Linked DNA regions of Sus scrofa: region 1 is linked to region 2. Evidence: chromatin contacts called from public promoter capture Hi-C data. All regions are on one chromosome and are shown on one strand. The core of a region is the stretch at or near the end of the contact, and the rest is flanking DNA. Distances in the headings are between cores, read along the strand shown.

Region 1 (5,693 bases), core at 1,309-3,808, 200 kb after region 2:
GGGCAAGGCAATGCCTGGCCGGCCTGAGGAGTTACCAGAGGAGCCTCTGCAGGAGCTCTGGCCGCACCTCCTCACTCCCAGAACTGACTCCCCGCTCGCCCTCCGCTCTCCGTGACAAACAGCCTCTGGCAGAGCCTGGCCGGGCCCCTCTCCCGACTGCTTTCTGCCTAGGCCTTCCCCCACCCCCGCCTCTGTATGCTGCCCGCTGTCCTTATCAGACAGGAATGTGGCTGTGAGTGTGCCGTCCTTCTCCCCGCAGGGCCCACCTCTCAGGCATCTCTGTGCCTCTACCAGCCCAGTGCTCCCCCAGATAAAGCAGAGCCCCCATCGACGCGCGCTGAACTGAAAGAGACAGTGGCTAAGCAGAGAACGAACCAAACCCACATGACCCCGGTGACGGTGCTGCTGAGCAACAGGCGGGCAAGAGACAGCGCCAGTCTGGCCCCAGATGGACGCCAGGGATGAGGCCTCTGGCTGAAGACCCCAGAGCCCCACAGGGGCCCAGGGACCCACACCAGTACCTGGCCCATTCCAATTCAGGATGCCTAGTAATTCCCCAAATATCCCCGTCACGCAGGAGACATCCCCCATGCCTATGAGGTCACGTGGCTATAAATGTGGGGCCAAGTCTGCAGCCAGACCTTCCTGGAACTAACTCAGGGGCGTTTCCACCACATCACATAAGACCCAAACCATACCCAGAGCCTGGGTGCCAGAGCGTGGCAGGAAGCAGGCAGAGAGAGCGCGCGGGGTCCCAGGACACCCTCTGGCGCCCAGCGCCTTCCCACAGGGTCACGCGCATGGCCTCCTGGGTCAGCCCAGGTTAACGTCTGCTGTCCCAGCACCCCTCACCAACGAAGCCTCCCAGTCTGGGCAAGACGAAACGGGCATCCTCCACCCGGCCTCTCCGGCTTAGTGAGTGCCCGGCCCATGCGCAGAAAGAGAGCGCTCACCTGGAACTCAGCTACAACCCATCAAGCAGCAAAGAGCTTGCGCAGCATCACACAGAAACTACGAAGCTAAAGACGCTGTGTGTGCTTTAACGCAGAATCATGAGCACCTGCACTCGTGTTTAGGCACAAGCTGAGCTGTCGGTTTTTCCACACCCTGCAGATTAGACACAGTGGGTTAGAAGGAAGAGGAAAGGTCACTGCAGATAAGCCAGCCCCCAGCAGTAACGAGCAGCTGCTGAGTCTCAAGTTGAGGCCTGACAGAGAAGCACAAGGAGGTGACAGGAACCTGGGCAGTTCCATGGCAGGTCAACAGCCTGTGCCGGAGAGGAAACCAAAACACAGAAATCTTCTCATACTCAGGAAGAGAGGGAGGCGGCAGTTGGAGCCCAGAGAGGTGGCGAAGATGAAATGAAGGCCCTGGCCTTTTCTTCGCCAAGGGCCTGCGCCCCTCTCAGCACCAGTGAGGGCTCAAGCCGACTGGGCCCTACGCCACTCACCGGTCAGGAGCCTCTCCTAATCACAACCAAAACCTGCCCGCCCACTCCCTAGGGCTGTCTGGAGGATTAAGTGGTTGCACGTGGGAAGCAGCTCTATACCCTGTAACAGACCAGCTCTGGTGTCTCTCTGCCTGAGTCTCAGCCCATAAAACAGCACGGAGCTGTTCACCGAAAGCCACAAGAGTTAATGGAAATTTGTATAAATACCTACACCTGCAAGGCGAGGATTATTAGGAAAATACAAGGCTTCTGGAAAGTTCCAAGTTGAAAAGGCTGATGAGCCCCCCTCTGTCTCTATGGGGCTAGATTCTGGGGGAAGCAGTGGGTAAGACCTGCGTGAGTGATGATAACGCGGGTTTGAAAGGCACCCAACAAGGAAAAACCCTGGATTGCCAACTGCGTCGTCAGGATCAAAGGAAGCGCGAGTTGGGAGGGCAGCCCGGGGCGGGGCAGGCAAAGCAGGGAAAGGGCTGAGAGAGGAGCCCCCCCCCCCTCCTCGGAAGCAGGAGCAGCTGTCAGCTCGGGATGATCTGGGGCGGGCTGGTGACCGGGTTAGGCTTCTCAAGGGAGCAGGTAAAAGGAAAGGCGAGGGCCCCCAGGCTGGGATTCGGACAAGTGTCAACTTCGCCGCGGGGGGGAAAGGGTCTCTGGGGAGGGGAGGGGGGATCGGAGGAAGCGGGCTTCGAGGGCTGTCCTGAGACCAGCGTCCTCGCAGAGAGCCTGGAAGGAGCAGAGGGGACCTTGGAGGCGCTGGGGAGGCAATCAGTGCGGGGCCTCCTAAGTGGTTCTGGCCTCTGCGCACCGGGGGCTGGGGCTGGTCAGGGGGTCTGGGGGGCAGAGCACCTGGAGCTGAAGGGCGCCTTCTAGAGCCCTGAGGTTCCCGCCGGGCGGGGGAGGATCTCTGGGGGCGGGGAGGGTTTAGGGGCCCGAGGGCCCGGGACAGGCGGCTCGCGGGGCCGCGGGAGGGCACCGGGAGCGCGGGGGTGCTCACAGGTCTCCACATCTCCGGGGCCGACGCGCCGCTCCGTGCCGCTCCTCTCGCCGCAGCCTCGCGCCGCCACCCAGCAGTCCCTGCGGGAGAGGGCGCGGTGCGCACGCGCACGCCGCCCCCAGGGGGCGGGCCGGACGGAAGGCCACGCCCCGAGCGCACCTGCGTCCGCGGCTGAGCAGCGCCCCCTGGCGGTCCCCGACGGCCTAGTGTTGGGCCAGGACCCGGCGGTGCACAGACGGAGGACGCAGGTGCTGGTGCTGGAGCCACAGCCAGTGCCTCGGCCGAGCAGGCCATCGGTCACTGCCGCTGGGGGCTTTTCCCACCCTCGATGGAAGCTGAGGCTCGGGAAGGTCGGCTCCCTTGTTCTCTAGGAGCTCACAGCACGGGCGGAAGCGGGGAGCAGGAGGAACCCCAAAAGGACGTCAGTGCAGAGAGAGCTGGATTCCAGGACCCGTGGGAGGCTGGGAAGGGCGCCAGTCCGGCTACAGCTCTGAGCCACGGATTAGGGCGAATCTCTTTACCTGCTCAAGCCTCGCTTTCCTCGCTGCAAAATGAGGTGGTAACTGTCAAGTTCACATAGCTCCTTGTCCCATGCAGTGTCCGATTTCAGATGAGCACCTGCTGCGTGCGGGTAGGCGGCCTGTGGTGTTGTCACTAACAAGGCCGTGAATGGTGAGCACAGGACAGGCAAGGCCCACGACAAAGCTGCCTCCCGCACTGGCCTGCCAGCCCGTCCCCGCCCTTTCCTGCCACCCTCAGTGCAGGGCAGGATGGGTACCCTCCTCGCAGAGTCTCTGCCAGCTCTTGCCTAAGCTCCCTTCTCTCACCTACTTCCCTCTCACCCCTGACAGGTAGCACCTTCTCGTCCACCTTCTCTCCTTGGGCAGCCAAGGCCCCCTTTCTGCAGTTCCACCCAGCCTCTGCACCCACTCTGCGGAACTTCAAAGGCCCATCCAGGGAGTTCCCCTCATGACTCAGCGGTTAAGGAACCATGAGGACATGAGTTCGATCCCTGGCATCGCTCAGTGGGTTAAGGATCCGGCATTGCCGTGAGCCGTGGTGTAGGTCACAGACACGGTTGGGATCTCTTGTTGCTGTGGCTGTAGCACAGGACAGCAGCTACAGCTGATTCGACCCATAGCCTGGGAACCTCCATATGCAGTGGGTGCGGCCCCCCCAAAAAAAGGCCATCCCCCAGCCAGCCATGCGCTAACCTCTGTGCGGCCCACAACCCTCGGGTGTCTGGCCCCGTGCTCCTGTGGCCTGGTTGTTTTGCAGCCGATTCCCTGGGCCTCATTTTCACCTCTGCCACACTTGCTGTACCCACCTTCACGCTGACTGACTCAGGAAGTTTCTCCTTAAAGGCTGGTCCCACCTGGTGGCCTTCCTATCAGCTCCTTCTCCTCCTCTCTGGCGCCAGGCCCTCCCCCCTTGACCCCTCCCTCTCCCACAGGGGTGCCTGCTCCTCCTGGTGTCCCTCGGCCATCTAACACGTCACCCCAGCTTCTCCAGCATGCGTCAATGTCCTGAGTCTCCTTGCTCCCAGTGTCCCCATGTGACAAAAGCTGGGGCTGTTCTGATTTGTTGCCTGCCTTGCCAGGAGGGCAGACGCGCCCTCTCATCTTCACTGCTGTGTCCCTGGTGTCCAGGCCAGGGCCTGATGAAAGTGAATCTGGAGCCCTTCCCAGGGCCAAGGTTTCTGGAAAGTTCCAAATTGCACACTTTTGGCCTCCCCACCTAACCCCATTATACTCAATGAAAGAGTCCCAGGAGATGGTGTAGGTGCAGCTGGCATGGACATGCCCCCAGGACATCTGAAAAAGGCCACAAGCAAGGTGCAAGGCAGAGGCTCAGCTGACCACGGGGCCCTCAGGTACAGACACCACTGGAGGCCTAGGACTCCAAGGGCCTGGGCTGGGGATCCGGTGGCCATTCCTGTTCACGCTCCAGAGACGAGGTATATGCTTCTCAGCCCCTAACGAACAAAGCAATGAACTCTGACCTATTCCCACGTCCAAGGACCCTGGTTCTGGCCCAGGCTCCCATCAGGGCTGGGGGCTGCAGCTCTCACTCTACAAGGCAGGGCACGGTCCCCTGGACTGAATGGGGGGTACCCACCCCTTGACTCCCTGGTGCTGCTCTATGGAGTCAAGTCCCTCAAACTTGGACGGCTGGGCCCCGAGGGCACCAAGGAAACCTCCCCCAAGTGACCACCACACCCCAGACGCGCGCTCCTCCCTTCCCCCCGCTGCCCCCCCGCCATCCAAGCACAGCTCCTGATTCTGCAGGGACCCTGTGTTCCAGGCCCTGGAATCTTCGAAGTGCTGTTATAGCCGACGAGAGCAAGTGTGTTAAGAAGCATGACGCACAGACACAGCGTGTCCGAGCTCAAGCCTCTGCACGTCCTGACGAAGTGTGGTGACCGTGTTAGCATGTGCTTCAGGTAAGGCTCCCGAGGTGAATCGGCCTGGGTGAGGCGGGCCCGAACCCCGACGGCTGGTGTCCTTGCCCGGGAATGGAGAAGCAGATTTGAGACATGGAAAAAGTCCACGTGAAGACAGAGGCAGGGAGTTCCCGTCGTGGCGCAGCAGAAACGAATCCGACTAGGAACCATGAAGACGCAGGTTCGATCCCTGGCCTCGCTCCGTGGGTTAAGGGTCCGGCGGTGCCATGAGCTGTGGTGTAGGTTGCAGACGCAGGTCGGACCCTACGTTGTGGCTGTGGTGTAGGCCAGTGGCAACAGCTCCGATTAGACCCCCTTGCCTGGGAACCTCCATGTGCCGTGAATGCGGCCCTAAAGACAAAAAGCCGAAAAAAAAAAAAAAAAAAAAAAAAAAGACAGAGGCAGAGTTATGGATGTGGCCCTGAGCCAAGGGACGCCAAGGACGACTGGCACCCCCAGAGGCTTGAGAGGCCTGGGCGGGCTCCTCCCACGGCCCCTTGTCCAACCTGCCAACATTGTACCTCAGACCCTGGGGCTCTAGCGCTGTGAGGAGATACAGCTCTGCAGTCGTAAGAGTCCAGGTCTGCGGTGCTCTCTTCCAGCAGCCCCAGAAAACTAGTAGAGCTTGGCAAGGGTTTACTCAACTCCTGAACTAATGAGAGAACCAGGAAAGGGGCTACAAATTCCAAAAAAAAGTCAAAGTCCACAAATTTACATGAGGTAAGAGAAGGCTGAAATAAATTTAAAAATAGATGGAGACTGGCTTTTTAATTTATTTATTTAATTCTTTTGCTTTTTAGAGCTGCACC
Region 2 (5,804 bases), core at 2,297-4,796:
GTAGGCCTGCATCTTTTTTCCAAGGAAACCCTCATCCACCTTCTCACTTCCTTAGCTGCCAGTTACCTAGAGTGGTCAAAGGCAAAGGATTGCAGAATGGTCCTTGGCCACCTCCTCGGGGCCCTGAATAATGTGTCAGGCATCTTTCTAGAAAGTGAGGACTTGGAACACCCGTTGTCCTCAGCCAAAATGCTGACGTTCTGCTCTGCTGCGAGTAGATGACACAGAGTCAGGTTCTTAGAGCCCTGGGCTTGCTCTGAGAACAGCAGTGCCCCCAGCAACAAAGGCGACTAGGAGGCTGGGTGTTCCTGACAGCGCAGCCAGGTGGTAGCAGGAATGTTTTCCATGGCATCAGAGGATGAGGAGAGCATGAAATAAAAACGGAATGATGTAGGAGTTTGGGATTAACCTATAAAATAGGCAAACAACACAGACAGGGAATTCCACTCAGTATCTTGTAATAACCTATTCTGAAAAGAATATGAAAAAGAATATGTATGCATAACTGAATCGCTTTGCTGTACACTTGAAACCAACATAACATTGTAAATTATTCTTTAATCAAAACCAAAACAGGGAGTTCCCGTCGTGGCGCAGTGGTTAACGAATCCGACTAGGAACCATGAGGTTGTGGGTTCGGTCCCTGCCCTTGCTCAGTGGGTTAAGGATCCGGCGTTGCCGTGAGCTGTGGTGTAGGTTGCAGACGCGGCTCGGATCCCGCGTTGCTGTGGCTCTGGCGTAGGCCGGTTGCTCCAGCTCCGATTCAACCCCTAGCCTGGGAACCTCCATATGCCGTGGGAGCGGCCCAAGAAATAGCAACAACAACAACAACAAAAAAGACAAAAAGACAAAAAAAAAAAAAAAAAAACAAACCAAAACAAACAAAACCCCCAACATGGTGAAGTGCAGGCAAGTTTTTGTGAAGCATGGCCACCAGCGGATATGAGGATCGGGGGGTGGGGTGGGAAGAAGTGGAGTTAAAGTTTTTATGATGAGAAATTTCAGAAGAGTTCCCTTGTGGCTCAGCAGGTTAAGGATCCGGTCTTGTAACTGCAGCAGCTTGGGTTGCTACTGTGGGGTGGGTTCAGTTCCTGGCCTGGGAACTTCGACATGCTGTGGGCACGGCCAGAAAAAGAGAGAGAGAAGGAAAGAAACATCAGAGTGTCTTTGAATGCTTGTGGAAATAATAGTGACAAGCAGGCGATGCAGCGTAGGAGAGAGCTGAGCAGCTCTGAGAGTGCAAGAGGGAGCAGGCTCCAGTTCATCAGAGGAGGCACTGCCTGGGACAGCAGCAGGGAAACACGGCCTGCACACATTCAGGAGGGGAGGGGCAGGGCAGGGACGGATGTGCCTTTGGGATTGATGATAAGAAGAGCTTTAGTCTCCTCTGGGAGGTTCATCAGCTAGAGAGGCCCAAGAAATCTCACTTTGGAGAGTGGGAGACTTAACCTGTGGAGAAAAATAAGATCGCCAAAAACCGTAAAGTGCTCTTGTTTGAAGTGCAGCCAGCCAGCCCAGTTGTGTGATGTTTCTGCAGTATTCACCATGAGGAAGGGTGGGTGGGGTTCATGCAATGACCTTTCTTAGGTGTGTACAATGGAGAGCAGAGACCAGAGGGGTGTGTGTGTGTGTGTGTGTGTAGAGTGAGGCAGAGACCAGAGGTAGGGTGTGTGTATGTGTGTGTGTGCAGAGTGAGGCAGAGACCAGAGGTAGGGTGTATGTGCAGAGTGAGGCAGAGACCAGAGGTAGGGTGTGTGTGCAGAGTGAGGCAGAGACCAGAGGTAGGGTGTATGTGCAGAGTGAGGCAGAGACCAGAGGTAGGGTGTGTGTGTGTGTGTGTGTGTGTGCAGAGTGAGGCAGAGACCAGAGGTAGGGTGTGTGTGTGTGTGTGTGTGCAGAGTGAGGCAGAGACCAGAGGTAGGGTGTGTGTGTGTGTGTGTGTGCAGAGTGAGGCAGAGACCAGAGGTAGGGTGTGTGTGTGTGTGTGTGTGTGTGCAGAGTGAGGCAGAGACCAGAGGTAGGGTGTATGTGCAGAGTGAGGCAGAGACCAGAGGTAGGGTGTGTGTGTGTGTGTGTGTGTGTGCAGAGTGAGGCAGAGACCAGAGGTAGGGTGTGTGTGTGTGTGTGTGTGTGTGTGCAGAGTGAGGCAGAGACCAGAGGTAGGGTGTGTGTGTGTGTGTGTGTGCAGAGTGAGGCAGAGACCAGAGGTAGGGTGTGTGTGTGTGTGTGTGTGTGTGTGCAGAGTGAGGCAGAGACCAGAGGTAGGGTGTGTGTGTGTGTGTGTGCAGAGTGAGGCAGAGACCAGAGGTAGGGTGTGTGCGCAGAGTGAGGCAGAGACCAGAGGTAGGGTGTGTGTGTGTGTGCAGAGTGAGGCAGAGACCAGAGGTAGGGTGTGTGTGCAGAGTGAGGCAGAGACCAGAGGTAGGGTGTGTGTGTGTGTGTGTGTGTGTGTGTGCGCAGAGTGAGGCAGAGACCAGAGGTAGGGTGTGTGTGCAGAGTGAGGCAGAGACCAGAGGTAGGGTGTGTGTGTGTGTGTGTGTGTGTGTGTGCACCCGCGCGCAGAGTGAAGGAGGCCTAAAGGAAAGGGCGAGAGGGGTGAGGGTCTCCATCAGCGAGCCGCAGGAGGCAGGGTGTTAAGAGAGCAGGAGTGAGCTGCAGGACGGGAACTGCAACTCAGCTGAGGGCTTCTGAACTTGGGCTTTCAGCCTTTGCAGCTTCTTGCGTTGATGGGATCCAGGCCCTGGCCGGTGTGCTGCGGACTTCTGCGTTCTGTTGTAGGAGCTGCAGGCTGACCAGCTTCCATTTCTATAGAAATGGAGGTCGAATACGACAACTTCTGGAAATGAACTCTGTATAGGCAGTAATAATTTTAAAAGCCTGAAGAAGAGGCCAAACGCAGAGTAAAAAATGCTAAAGAGGACAAGAGCAAAGCTGAATTGAGCACGTACCAAGAGTTAAGATGAGGGAGCAAAGAGGCTACAGACCGTCCAGTTTATCTAACAGATGCATAGGGAGAACCTACGAGAATGGAGGAGAGCCAATGCCTGGTAACTTTCCAGAGTCGAGGAAAAGTGAACTCTCAGGTTCAGGAAGTCCAACATGGTTTGTGCAGGTAAAATCACACCAAATCCACACCGACACGTATGAAAGCTCAACTGCACAGCACGGAAGGGGATCGAAGTCTCTTGAGCGATCGGAAGGGCGAGGTCGGCGGCGTGCGGACCGCGAGGCCGAGGTGGGCGGCAGCGTCAGTCGGCCAGAGGCCTCCCTTCGCCGCCGCCGCCACCCCTGGACTGGTCGGGACAGCGCGAGGCCGCCACACCCTCCTTGTGGGCGGGCCCAGCCCGGCCGAGCTCCGGCTCTCGGGATGCAGCGCGCGCCCCCGGCCGGACTCCGGCTCCCGGCGTGCCGCGCGCCGGCTCACGCGCACGGGGCTCGCGGCTGCGCCCCCTGGCGGCGAGGCGCGCGGGGGCGGGGGCGGGGCCGGAGGCGGGGGGTTGCGCTGGTGACGGGAGGACGCGCGGCCGCGGCTCACTGGGCCGGCGGCGGCGGCGGCGGCGGCGGCGGCGGCGGCGAGCGCGCACCGAGCGGGTGCCGCGGCGGCGAAGGCGGCGGCGGGAGAGCCACGAGCAGCTTGCGCGCGGCGTGCGGGCCGGGATGAGAGGCTGCGGTGGCGCGGCCCGCACACAGCCGGCGGGTGAGAGCGCGGGCAGTGGGCGGCGCGGGCCGGGAAGATGGCGGAGGGGCCGGCGCTGCGGCCCCCGCCCGGCCTCGCGGAGGCTCCGGACCCGGCCCGCGAGGATACGGGTCCGCGGCGACCGAGGCGGCGGGTGGGGCCGCGGCCAGGCGCGAAGGCGCAGGGGCTGGGTGTGGGGGCCGGGCTCGGCGGGGGCGCATGGGTGCGAAGGCCCAGGCCGCGCGGGGCCAGGGCGTGAGGTGGGTGTGGGGGGCCGGCCCGGAGGTGGGGGCGAGCGTGCGGGCTGAAGGCGGAGGTGAGGTGAGCGTGCCGGCCTGAGAGCGGAGAAGGGGGTGAGCCTGCCCTGCCGAGGGTGGGCGTGAGTGGAGTGCCCGGCCTGAGTGGGGGGCGTCGGCCAGATTTCCGGGGCGCAGTCGGGGGGCGGTGCGGGGCCGGGCCTGGCTTTGTCGGGGCTCGGGGAGCCGGGACGCGCGTGTCCTGGTTCGGGCCGTGGCCGCCAGCCCCGTGGATCTGGCCTCCGCTGCGAGGAGGGCTGGGGCGACCCCTCCTTCTCGCCCTGGTTGTCCCCGAGATCTGGAATGCCCTCGGTTGCGGGATTGGTGTGGGTGGAGGCCGTGTTCGTATGCGGGCCGAGGTCTAGGCAGGCCGTGCGCATCTTGGGGGTCAGGACGTCTTTTATTTTAAAACGTGCAGCTGGCTGCGAGGCCGCGGCAGCTGTGGGTGTGTTACATGCGGCTCCCACCAGCAGCTGCTGTGGGCGCTGTGCAGCCTTCAGCAGCAAAAATGCGGCGCCTCGCCACCCTCTTCAGCGTCGTAAGGTTTAACCAAACCTCCTGTGACCTTTGCAGAAACCTACAGTTGCAAGGCTTCGTGTTCTGCCCCTGGTGCAGACAATAGGGGATTTGTCTTTGAAGCCATTGCGGGAGAATTGAACCCTGTACATCCTGGGTGCCTCTGTAAACAGCAGGTGGTTCCCGGTCAGCGGCTCCCCTTTCACAATGAGCAAGGTGTGTTTCTCCTCGCTGGGGGAGGGGAGGGAGATTTGCTAGGAGGTGTGACTGAGAAGCAAGGAGACCTTCCGAGAAGGCGCTTGGCGCACACGCTAGCCGGCTGCCAGCTTCGGGAGGAGCGGAGGTCCCAGGCCTTTCTGCCACACTTTGTCTAGTCAGCAGTCTTGTCAAGAGGCTGGAGAACAGAGTGGAGAAGAGGGCGGATTCTGGAGCCAGACTGCCTGCCTGCCTTTGAGTCTGTGACTCTTCTGTTTACTGGCTTTGTACGCTGCCTTTGGTTCATCTCTAAAATGGGAACACCAGTAACACCGGCTGGGGTGGTTGTTGAGACTCAGTGAATTACTTGTGCCTTGTGAGTGTTCAGAAAAGTCAGGAGTTATCACTGCCAAGATCTGGTTTCCAGGGTGCACTTGCTGGGTTGTTGGTTCTTCAGCTGTTTGTCTTAGTTTAACTTGAAGTCTTTGGCTACCTTTTCTTACACAAGTTGGGGTCATATTTGGAGAAACAGGTCTTTTTTTCCGCTGTGCCTGCAGCCAGGGCCAGGGATCAAAGCCTTGCCGCAGCAGCAACCTGACCTTAACTCACTGGACCACAAGGAAGCTCCAGAGAAACATGTTTTTATAAAGGTAAATGAGGAAGAAATCTTATGTGCTGAGATAGAGTATCCCATAGAGCTGTTGTTAAAAATATTTTTAGGCAAAGAAAGCTTCTAACGAGCAGTCAGGAGCCCTGCAGTACTTGCTGCCCTAGGAGGTAGGTAGGGTTATTATTGACAGAAATGAGATGTAAAGACAGTTCTTGGGTAATTCTCCATTTGAATAAAACTACCAAAGCCATAGTTGTTAGACTTCACAGTGTTATCTTTGTAGTAGAAGAGATAATTTATTAACAAACTTGAAGTGACAGTGAGGGCACGAGAACTTGGAATTGGCAGTGCTGTAACATTCAGTCTTGCTGAGCTGTTGGAGGGAATCACTTGATGTGCTTTAGAACAAAGTGGAAAAATTCATCTTGTTTCCCAAGGAGATGGTGCTCTTTCTCTGATGCAGGGAAAGTATCTGAGACTGACTTTCTTAGGGGGAGACTCTTAGACTTAC

The links. Promoter capture Hi-C pulls out the DNA fragments that hold promoters and counts their contacts.
Region 1: a promoter capture Hi-C map of fetal liver shows a contact between it and region 2, with 2.9 times the contacts expected there. The contact joins the promoter of ADCK5 here to the promoter of ARHGAP39 in region 2. A contact is called at or near these places in 2 of 5 promoter capture datasets (fetal liver and liver), 1 of 47 Hi-C or Micro-C datasets (omental adipose tissue) and 1 of 2 datasets of contacts at active chromatin or transcription factors (alveolar macrophages).

What each region holds. Positions count from the first base shown.
Region 1 is chr4:408,024-413,716 of Sscrofa11.1, forward strand. ADCK5 reads right to left here and starts at 2,559. Exons shown (of 14, transcript XR_002343661.1): 1 at 2,442-2,559.
Region 2 is chr4:202,589-208,392 of Sscrofa11.1, forward strand. ARHGAP39 (rho GTPase-activating protein 39) reads left to right here and starts at 3,547. Exons shown (of 13, transcript XM_003125457.6): 1 at 3,547-3,697.